Linked DNA regions of Sus scrofa: region 1 is linked to region 2. Evidence: chromatin contacts called from public HiChIP or PLAC-seq data. All regions are on one chromosome and are shown on one strand. Each heading gives the region's core, a stretch centred on a gene start, on an enhancer-like site or on the middle of the called end of the contact. The rest is flanking DNA. Distances are from core to core; before and after follow the strand shown.

The links. HiChIP or PLAC-seq counts read pairs in DNA pulled down with a chosen protein or histone mark.
Region 1: an H3K27ac HiChIP or PLAC-seq map of alveolar macrophages shows a contact between it and region 2. The contact joins the promoter of VDAC3 here to the promoter of KAT6A in region 2. A contact is called at or near these places in 2 of 5 promoter capture datasets (fetal skeletal muscle and liver), 2 of 47 Hi-C or Micro-C datasets (embryonic fibroblasts and heart right ventricle) and 1 of 2 datasets of contacts at active chromatin or transcription factors (alveolar macrophages).

What each region holds. Positions count from the first base shown.
Region 1 is chr17:11,410,191-11,415,752 of Sscrofa11.1, reverse strand. VDAC3 (voltage-dependent anion channel 1 pseudogene 5) reads right to left here and starts at 2,754. Exons shown (of 8, transcript NM_214364.1): 1 at 2,688-2,754; 2 at 1,831-1,880. The coding sequence starts at 2,754.
Region 2 is chr17:11,108,611-11,113,859 of Sscrofa11.1, reverse strand. It overlaps KAT6A (histone acetyltransferase KAT6A), which reads left to right and starts at 3,886. Exons shown (of 20, transcript XM_021078038.1): 1 at 3,886-4,018.

The DNA.
Region 1 (5,562 bases), core at 1,505-4,004, 300 kb before region 2:
TGGTAAAAAATGATAAATGCTGGTCATGTTTAACAGGTCATATCGCTTTCTTTTAATATATCTAACTACCTAATGCTTTATTTTTCATATGTACCTTTTATAAACTTGAAAGATTAGCAAATACAAACCTTAATTTTCGTGCAAAAAAGGTAAAAGAGTATTTAGTCTACATTTCTTTCTTATTATCAGCAGACATTTCTTAGTCTGAAGCTCTATCAAAAATCTAAAATGCCAGAGGTACAAATCTCAAAGAGAAGGTCAGAATTTTCCTAAGCAGAGTTCCAGTCTCACAGTTACTTCCACTCTAGTCTAATTGCATAATTAGATAAAACAATTATCTAGTGTAAAATTTTTATTTATAACATGCATATAATATCTACAGTTTTCCATTAAATGCTAGTATACAACAAAACACTCATAAACATGTTACTGTTATAGATGACGTATCACAAAAATATCAAGATATGATCTAAGAAATTTGGAGCAATGGTTGAAATTTATCCTAAATCAGTACCAGAGAAAAAGCAGCCATAAAAACAAGCACACAAATATGCTATTTTTCTTACCATCTGAATGAATATTTCCACACAACAGCAGCATGAGAGGGAGATAAAAATTTCAGTTGTTGATTTTTGCAACAGAAACCTACCCTGAGCAAATTTAGAAACCCTAATCGAAATGAGTATAAATTTTCTATTTTAACAGACAATATAACAAAATCCCATCCTGAAGGGCAGATATATACATATTTACCCTTGGAAAACCCAGGGAAAGAATAATAGTGACAAACCAGGATTATACGGAATGTAAGGCACAGTACCATAACTACTCCACGTGCTTCTTATCTTTATAATTAAATCATTATATCCAGAAATACAATTTGCACTGGTTCGAACAGGTAAATACCAAACAAAAAAGGTACAGTCAATAAGGAGAAGTCAAAGACTAAATTGACTCTCAAGTTGACATGCTGAGACTTACTGAATAAAAGCTCTAGTTAAAGGTGCTGTGACAATATGCTGATAAGCCCTTACCATATTCTTAACTTCCAGTAAAAAAGATTTCATGAACATCAATAAAAACTGTACTGTAGACTAATCTTCTACATGTATTTCTACATTTGTTTCAACTAATCATGAAAGGATTAAAATCAGTTTTGTTTTTATAAAAAGACAATAAAATTTGCATGAACCCAGTATAATGGAGGCAAAGATTTTAGTGTCCACATACATATTCATGAAAGCATAAAGATATGGCATAGGTCAAAAAAAAATGCATATACATGGGAATATATATATATATATATATATATATATGCCCCCATATATACGTGTGTGTGTGTATACATACACCACGCCTTTTAAGAATAAGACTCAGAACACTCTTATTATGACAGACACAAAGGGTCTCCCTGAGAGGAGGAGAAGACTGTAGGGAAGACAGCTTAGCAGGAAAAGCATGTGATTCAAGTAATCTGACTAAACAATGACTTTTAGGAGTTCCTGCCATGGTGCAGCGGAAACGAATCTGACTAGGAACCATGAAGTTGTGGGTTCGATTCCTGGCCTCACTCAGTGGGTTAAGGATCTGGCATTGCCATGAGCTGTGGTGCATGTCACAGACGCTGCTCAGATCTGGCGTTGCTGTGGCTGTGGTGTAGGCTGGCAGCTATAGCTCCATCTGGACCCCTAGCCTGGGAACCTCCATATGCTGTGGATGCGGCTCTAAAAAGACAAAAAAAAAAAAAAAAAAAAAAAAAAACAATGATTTTTAAACAGGTTTCTTTAAGATAATTATGTCAAATATATTAAAAATACATTAAGTACTTACCACTCCACTACATGACTTGGTTCTCAGATCTATTTTGACCATGCCAAACCCTAGACACACACATAAAAACACAGTAATGTACAAAATGTAACATGCACTCTAGTCTTTGCAACTTAGAAATTATGAAAATACTCCACAGTACATTTTATATGGAAAATACACAGTATTCTCACTAAGTGGGAGTTCCACAAGAAACTGAATTATAACAAAATAAGTATAATTTTTAAGTCCCTCAAAATACTAAAGGCATATTTTTGAAATGAGTTAAAAAACAAATGGATGAAAGGAACATATACTATTTTAAGAATCAAAATTAAGAGAAATTATGTAGACATATACACAAGCTTTAAATATAAAAATACACAATTAACATTATTAGTAAATAAAAAATCAAATGAGTACAACACGAAAAATTAAAAATTTAAACACCAAAGATAAATGTCTATTTGGTTTCAAACACTCTATGTTCCTCCAAAGAAGTCAAAAGCTGTATCTTCACTCAAATAATGAAAGCACTGTCATTATTTGGAGGAGCAAAAATATGTCCCCTACTTTAACTGTCCCCAGGGCCTAGCAAAAGGCCCTAGCAAAATATTGCAGATTTATATTATTTCACCCAAAAGATAATATAAAATACGCAAATGTGCTTATGTACACAATGGTTTTTAATGCTTGAGGGCCTCTAACTCTAAAAAAAAAAGAGATCTAGTAATCTGCTAATAGTTATCCCCTTAAATCTTATGAAATAGATTAATGTTGACTTAACCTCATTTTATCAAGTACAGTATCTCCCATATAGCTTAATATATACAGTATTAATGCTTACCCAAATTGGTAATTTACAATAGCACACTTACCATATCCTTTGTTGAAGACATCCTTGGCAGCCTTTCCTAGATCACAGTAAGTTGGTGTGTTACACATATCTTAAAAAAAAAATGAGGACAAAGGAATGAAAATAACCATTTTGCATTTATTCTGTGTTCAACTGTTTGGTCCTGTGAAAAGAGGTATACATTTTTTTCTTCCTCTGCATCGTTAATGCTTATACCCTAATGCAGCAAGGTTAAGAGAAAGCATTCTGCTCCTTTAAAAAGAGCTTTCCAGAACACTGGAGAATAAAAGGGTTTTTTCATGAGACTCACAGAGGTCATCTTTCTGACCTCTTTCCAAGAAAAGAAATTTCTCACAGGCTGAAGGAGACGCTTTTTTAAAACTATATTTTTACTTTTTAAAAATGCAAAAACTTACATTAGAAAAGTATTTCTTGGGCTGTTATAAAGCCAAAGAGCTGTATAAGATGACAAGGTAAATTTTCTGAGGAACTGAAAAAGAGATGCAATTTAAAATCTTCAGGGTTAACATTTTGGCTACTCTGAAATTCAGTCCTTAAACTAAGAATAAGTGAAATACACCCATCCAGAATATGCCCTCTCTCAAAGCTCTTAAAATAAAGTATTATAATCTTACCTATTAGCCAGAAATAGGCTAGATTCTACCTGAAGTAATCGGCTTAACAAAAATCAGTGTATACTCTCAAGTTAAAGCCTTCAAAAACCCAAGGTGCTTGCTTGATCTTTCACCCTGTCTACTTACTATTCAGACAGCCTTTCTGCTGCCAATATGACCCTCACATCAAAATCTTCAGGCCTATCGACACTGCTGCTTCCTTTGCCCTCTTTGCAGAACAGGAAATCTCCTCCTACAGTATCCTCAAAAGCCATGTCTAACCAACTGTAGAACTGCTTCAAGCAACCCCATTACTACTCCCCATTACTCTAGAAAAATCTAGAGCACCAGCTAGCCCTTGCTATTGCTATGCCTGGAGCAAATACACATTCAATCTGCTATTTATTTATATTTAGCCTAGCTCTTAATCTGGCCCTCTGCTAAGTTTCTGTCCCATCCCAACACACCTGAACACAACACACACTTTATGGTACCTCCTTTTTTTTTTTTTTTTTTTTGGTCTTTTTAGGGCCTCACCCTTGGCATATGAAGTTCCCAGGCCAGGGGTCTAATCGGAGCTACAGCTGCTGGCCTACATCACAGCCACAGCAACGCAGGATCCAAGCCACCTCTGTAACCTACACTACAGCTCAGGGCCATGCTGGATCCTTAACCCACCGAGCGAGGTCAGGGATCAAACCTGTATCCTCATGGATACTAGTTGGGTTCATTACCACTGAGCCACGATGGGAACCCCTATGGTGTACTTCTTAATTGTGAATCCATTTAAAATTTCTTTCTTAACTTAGACCTGTCAAATACGATAGACAGTATGATATAGTATAAAAATACATACAAAGTTAAGAGGAAAGCGTATAGAAAAGATAAAAGAAGATAAATGTACTGAGTCATAGCATAATAAAACTTTGGTTTAAACCACAAGGTTTCATAGTTCAGGTCCAGAGAAATTAATTTACAATTCACTCCCTTGTGTTCAAATAATCAATTCTAGACTTTTTACACCCTGCCAATTGCAATCTGATAGTATTCTTTATGATCACAACTGACGCAGGTATCTGTTGAAATTGTGTCAGAAGTCTATAGGTTGGGAGATAAGCAGAGAAAAGCAGGCACTATATATTCAAACAGAAACGTTAAAAAACAAAACTAGACTGTAAAGCCTTAATCTATTGACAAGAGAAAAGATACACTTAAATGTTTAGAAACATCATCTAGGAACCAATTACAATCTTTCTTAGCATTGTGCCTCGTTTTCAAAACTACTGCCAGACACTTTGCAAAAGTTGTATAGGGGATTTGACCTCAAGTTCGCCTGGTTCAAGCTTATTTCTTCAGGCCCGTGATTCTGATGGGAAATGCACTGCTGGTATGATCAAGCAAAAGCTCGAGAAGACTTCACGTTCCACACGTTTCCATTACTCTACAAGTGCACTCGCCCGTGGACGTGCACGGCGTTCCGGGGCTGCATTAGCCGCAGTCGGGGGGAGGGAGTGGGTTAGCAACACAGCTTTACACCATCACTAACGGGACCGGCAGCTCGTCAAGCAGTGCATTCAGCATCCTCCCTCCGGCCGCAGGGAGTGGAAGACCCCCGAAGCTGGACGCCGACTCCGGAGAGAAAGCCGGGGGCGCGAGTGAGTTCGGGGTTCGAAGACCCAACTTCCCTCAAAACCAACCTCCCGGCCGACCCGACGCCCGGCGAGGGCCCCAGTGGCCGGCAAGGAGGGGAGCAGGTGGCGGAGCGGCGTCCCATCACCTGAGGGGCCAGTCCCCGCTGCCCCGCCTTCCGCCGGCCCGCGCCCCGTTAGGCGACCCTCTCCTCCCGTGCCCTCCGTTAGCCGCCTCCCGTCGGGCCCCTGCCAGTCGCCGCCCCAGCCGCCCCGCCCCAGCCGCCAGCCCGGGGGCCCCGCTTGCCTCACCTCCTACCCGAGGGCCTGTCGGCTCCGCTACGAGGGCCTGTCGGATCCGCCAGGGCACGGCTGAAGGTCTTCTTCAGACCAACGCCGTCCGCGCCTGCGCGGCCCCACGCCCGCGGCGCCTGCGCGCCCCGAGCCCCGCGCCGCGGCTGCGCGCCGCGGCTGCGCGCGTGCGTGTCGCGCCGGGGTCGCGCGCCGCGGGCCCGAGGCGGACCAACACCTCCAACTGTCCGAGTGCGCGAGTGCGCGCGTGCGCTTCGGCACCCAGCGCGCAGGGCTGGGCGGTGGTTGACGTGGAGCGCGCAGGCCCCGGGACCGCACCTCTGCCCCGAAAGAGGCCCCTCTC
Region 2 (5,249 bases), core at 2,637-5,136:
TGCAGCAAGGCAGAATCCTTAACCCACTCAGCAAGACCAGGGATCACACTCACATTCTCTTGGAGACTATGTTGGGTTCTTAGCCCACTGATCCACAAGGGACACTCCTAAATTTACTTTTTTAAAAATCCCATGAACATCCTAGAGCTTGGAAATACAATGATCAACATTAAGAACTGAACAGATTTAAGATAAGATTTAAATAGTGAGTAGAAACTATAAAGACTCATGCACAAAGAGGCAAAATATAGGAAATATAGATGATAAACTATGAAAAATTCTGACATAGTTATAATTGAAGTCTTAAAAGGAAAAGAAAGATAAGAAGAGATAGTGATCAAGATTTATCTAAAATGGAGAAAAGACATCAAGCTACCAGTTCAAAGAACTATATGAGTGGCACTCATCCCACCCATGAACCCAAATGGGATGAACACAAAGATAATCATATCTAGACACAAAACAGGAAAACGGTTGAAAATTAACCCCCCCAAACAAACAACAAAAACTAAAAGGAGCCAGAGGAAAAAAGACATTACTTTCCCAAGAAATAACAAAGGAATGATGAAACCAGAGGACATCTAAAAAGTGCTGGGAAAAACTTGCTAAACTAGAATGGTATACCCAGCAAAAATATGAAGGATAAAATGAAGTTTACAGGCAGACAAAAATGGAGAGAACTTGTTACCAGCAGACTTGCTTGGAACAAAGGAATTATTCAAACAGAGAGAAAAAATTCCACTCATAAGCATACAAATACATATTGGAAGAAAGAGGAACATAAAGGAACATCTAATGAATATTGACTGTACAATGATAACATCTTTTAAAAAAGTTTTATCGAAGTATAGTTAATTTACAAGGTGTGATTATTTCTGCTGTACAGCAGAGTGACCCAGTCATATATACACACAAATCCATTCTCTCTCGCAGACTCTTTTCCCACTCAGATTATCACAGAATACTGGGTAGAGTTCTCTGTCCTATATAGCAGGTCCTGGCTGGCCAATCATTCCACATACCTCAGTGTGCATATGCTAATCCCAAATCCCTAGTTTATCCCTCCCAATAAAATCTCATGTGCTTTAGAAATATACGCACAATTAAAATACAAGACAACCAATAAACACAAAAGGGGAAGGGGTTATGTGGAGACACAATACTATCCTAAAGTCTTAGTACTTGGGGGGAAGTGTTGAAAGTAATCATTTAAAATGGAGTGTAATAAATCAATTGAGACTATTGTAATCCCTAAGACTTCTTAAAAGTGTAAAATTAATAAGCTAATAAAGGAGGTAAACGGTATACTTAAATCAAAAGAAGGCAAGAAACAAGAGAATTAGGGATATAAAGTAAACGGGCAAAGAAAATAATAGTAAGATGGCAGGTAAAAATCTAAACACAGCATTAATTATACTAAATGTAAATGGACTAAAAATTTTTCCTGTTAAAACAGGGATAGAGCAACGTTCCAATTTCAGGCTTGACTGGACTCTGCATAAAAGGTAGTTAACAGATAGAACTGAAAAGGCAGGGATTCTTAAAGCTAACTATGGAAGGGGGAAGAACTTTGAGCTGCTAGCCCTGCAGGGCTGAATTCTGAGTAAGCTGGAGCCCAGAAAGGCTGCCCTTTCACTACCTTAATCTGTCTTTCTGCAAACCTTTTATTTTAAGAAGACCGCCAGAATGTGTCATTAAGTTATGCAAATGTAAAGCAAAGACTCTCAATGGAAGCAGTTTGAAAAGCTAAACTGTGCTTTGTTGTTGCAAATTGTTTTAAATTCTTGCCACTGTGGGATTAAACTCCAGTTTAGTCTTTTCACAGGAGTGGCTCAGGCTAGTTTTCTTTTGAATTATCCAAAAACAAACACAACTCATCTCTGTATTATTTTTCTTCTGAAGACCGCATGCTAGTCACGTGAATAACTTTTCTTTCTATTAATATGATTTTATTTGTCCTCTCTGGGAAATAAAAACCTTAATTTATTCTTCTAAAAGATCATTTCCCCAACTCCTCTTGCTGTATTGCAAATATTTACAAATATTTTTCGTTTTACCCGAGTCTAATCCATCTAGGACGGAAAATATCCTTCATATTTTTCTATCCCTAAATTTCCGTCCTAATGTAGGAATGTGGCTTGACAGTAGGTGATGAAGGGTGACTCAGTAAATCTTATCACACCACACCTGTTATCGTTGCCACTGCTAAGACATCAAATTGAAAAATATTGTTTTTATGTTATTGAATGATCTAGACAGTCTATGGTATAGGCTAAGGATTACAGTGGAGAAAAACTATGGAGATAGGAAAGTAAAGGTTGAGGCATAAACAAGGCAGGCTTGATTTGGGGATGGAAATCCTCTCTTTCTCTTTTTTAGTTGTGCCCTTGGCATGTGCAAGTTCCTGGGTCAGAGATTGAAACTGAGACACAGCCGTGACAATGCCAGGTCTTTAACTCGCTCAGCCACCAGGAAACCCCTCACTCCCACCTCTTTCTTAGCGGGCTGAAATAATGTTCACCCACCAGTAACATTTTTTGGAATCTGTACTGCTTGTACAAACACGGTGCCACTGGCGATGCAAAGAGGCATCCTAGAAGAGAACATATCTGGGAATGCATTCATCAAAGGTGCAGAAAGGCCACACAACAAGCGCCCCGCGAAGAGTGAAAACGGTCGACCTAGAGAAGTTCATAAAAGGAAGTAAACACGAAAGTTAAGGTAGTGAGTGAGGGGATGGTCTTTAAAAGTTAGGGCTGAGATAAAAGGAGGAGGTGCTGGGGAGGACCGTCTAGCAGGGGGGCACAAGGCAGATAAAAAGGACCAGTGGCAGGAAAACGCTTCCACACGAAGTCCTCACGCATTTTGCATGTCATTTACTGCCCTTCCAGTGAAGGCAGGGAAATGACTCAATCTCTGCCTCAGGAGTTTCAACTAAATGAAAGACAAAGAAACATCCATGCAGCCAGTATTGGACAGACAGGCCATGAAAGGTGCCCGTTCGTAGTTCAGCCATAAATTCTGACAAGAGCAATTCTGCGAAGGGCAGCAGCAGAAGACAGGCGACGGAATGAGACACTTCGAGGCTCCAAACTCAGATGTGTGCCACCCAACAGCTGTGTGACCTTGTGCGAGTCTCAGTCCCGAGCCTACGTGGTTCTTCACAAAAATGGCTCAACAAAAAGTCCAACAAGTCTCTCGGAGTGGGAATGAGGTCATTCTGATGAGAGGGCCCCGTAAGGTGTCCAACTTTCTGTCCTTCTCCCCTCTCATCGCACCTGCTCTTTCTCCTGCAAAGGGCTGAGGCGTGTGGGGAGAAGGAGACGGGAAGGAACGGTGAGGGCAGGCGGCCCTTCCCCGCCCTCCGCCCAGCTCCAGACCTCAGGCTCCGGGAGGCGCGGGGGGAGCGGGGCGCGGACATCGCGCTGCGGAGGGAGGCTCGGTGGCTGTAAACACGGGCGCCATCAGAGTTCAGATCCTACCGGATTTCCGCGCCGCACTGAAGCCTCCCCACCCGGGCGCTGCCCTCAGCTTCCCCAGCTGTGTAATGGGGAGACAGCAGCTTCTTCGCCCGGGTATCCGCCCGGCCGAACCTCGCAACGAGGGCGAGCTGGAGCCCCCGGCCGCAGGCCTCCAGCCCCTCCAGTCCTCCTCCCACTTTGGCTTTGGCCTTTTGTACCGGCCCCACGTGACCGGCCAGGCTGGCTCTTCCCTTCTGCCCCGCCCCGCCCTCCGGCCCTTCCCGGCTCTCGGCCCAGATCTTCCCGCTCCTCGGCCGCCCCCCTCCCGTGCGGCCCCTCCCTCCCCCTCCCCCTCGCCTCCCTCCCGGGCTGTTCCCGCGCCCTCCCCCAGGCAGCCGTTCCCTCGCGACGTTTCCCCTCCCCCCGCGGCTGTTCCGCCGCCTCGCCTCCCCTCCCCCCGGCCGGAGCTCACTGTCTCCAAGATGGCGGCCGTGTCAGTTTGGGGCATCTCCGCGGTCCGGCCCGGGGCCCCGGGAACCCGGCGCTCTCCGCCCCCGGTAAGTAGCCGAGGGGCCGCCCCCGGCCGCCCCCGGGCGTCGAGCCCGAGGCCGAGCCGCTCCGGGGCTCGCCCCGCCGCCTCGCGGGGCCGGTGGCCGCTGCAGGCCCCGCCGCGGCCTGTGCCGCCTCCCGCTGCTCTGCGCCAGGCCTCGGGCTGGGGCGCCGCGGCCGCCCCCTCGCGCCCGGCCGGCGCCCGGCTCCCGGGTCCCCCGCCCCGCGGCCCGCGCGGCGCCCGCCGCCTCCGCGAGCCGAGCCGGGGAGCTGGGAGCCGGCAGCGGGAGGGGGCGGCGGCGGCCGCCCAGGCCGCGGAGCCTCGGGCGGGCCGTGCGGCGTCCGGCTTTCCCTCGGGGCGCGCCCACCGGCCCGGCCCCTGCGCCGGCCGCCCGCCCGCCGCCCGGCCCGCGCCTCCCCACCGCCCGCGCTCCCGGCGCTCGCTCTCGGCCCGGGCGGCCGCGCGGCGCGGAGGTGACAGGCGGCCGTGTTGTGGTGCCGAGGGCGCACGTGCGGCGGTGTGTCTGCCCGGCTGTCAGCCCCAGCGCCGGGGGCGGACGGCGGGCGGCTGTCAGCGCGGACCTGCCGGGCCCGCCCGCGCGCCGCCGCCCGGGACCCGGCCTCTGTGCGGCCGAGGCTTCGGAGGAGCTGGGAGCGCAGAGGTGCCGCTCTAACTCTTTCACGTGATTTCATTGTTAACTTACTCCTCGGGTTCTGTTCCCTTCTGCTGGGAGCCGCCAGCTCCCGGTTGGCGAGCCGCGGGCTGGTGCCGCTTCAAGTTTGTAAAGTTTCTCGCTCTTTAAAAAGAGAGCGCGAATCCGTGTTTGGGGGTGGGGGATGGAGGCCGGGCCAGGACTGTCGGAAGCGAGTTGAGCTTTCTCTTCAGCCGCCGGTGTACTTTCCGAGAGTTAAAGTTCAAGTCTGCAGGCGCTTTACTTTTGCAGACCTGGAGATGCGTTCGGAGCCCGGCCGGAGAGACAATGAGTGATTGTCATTCATTCTCTTGCCTGTGAGCTTCATCAGTTAGGACGGGCCCTGCTTCTTCAACTCGGCCGAAGCTGCTCATTTAGTTCAGCGTTACTGTCTCCATAATGAACTTTTTTGGAGGAGTAATACTATGATTTCTGACCTCTCGAAACTCTCACCAAAATGAAGCCTAGTGTTCTCAGGGGGCTTCTTTTCAGTCAGTTAATTTAAAAAAGTCTGGGCTCGGGTTTGAATGTTTACCTCGGCCTTTTC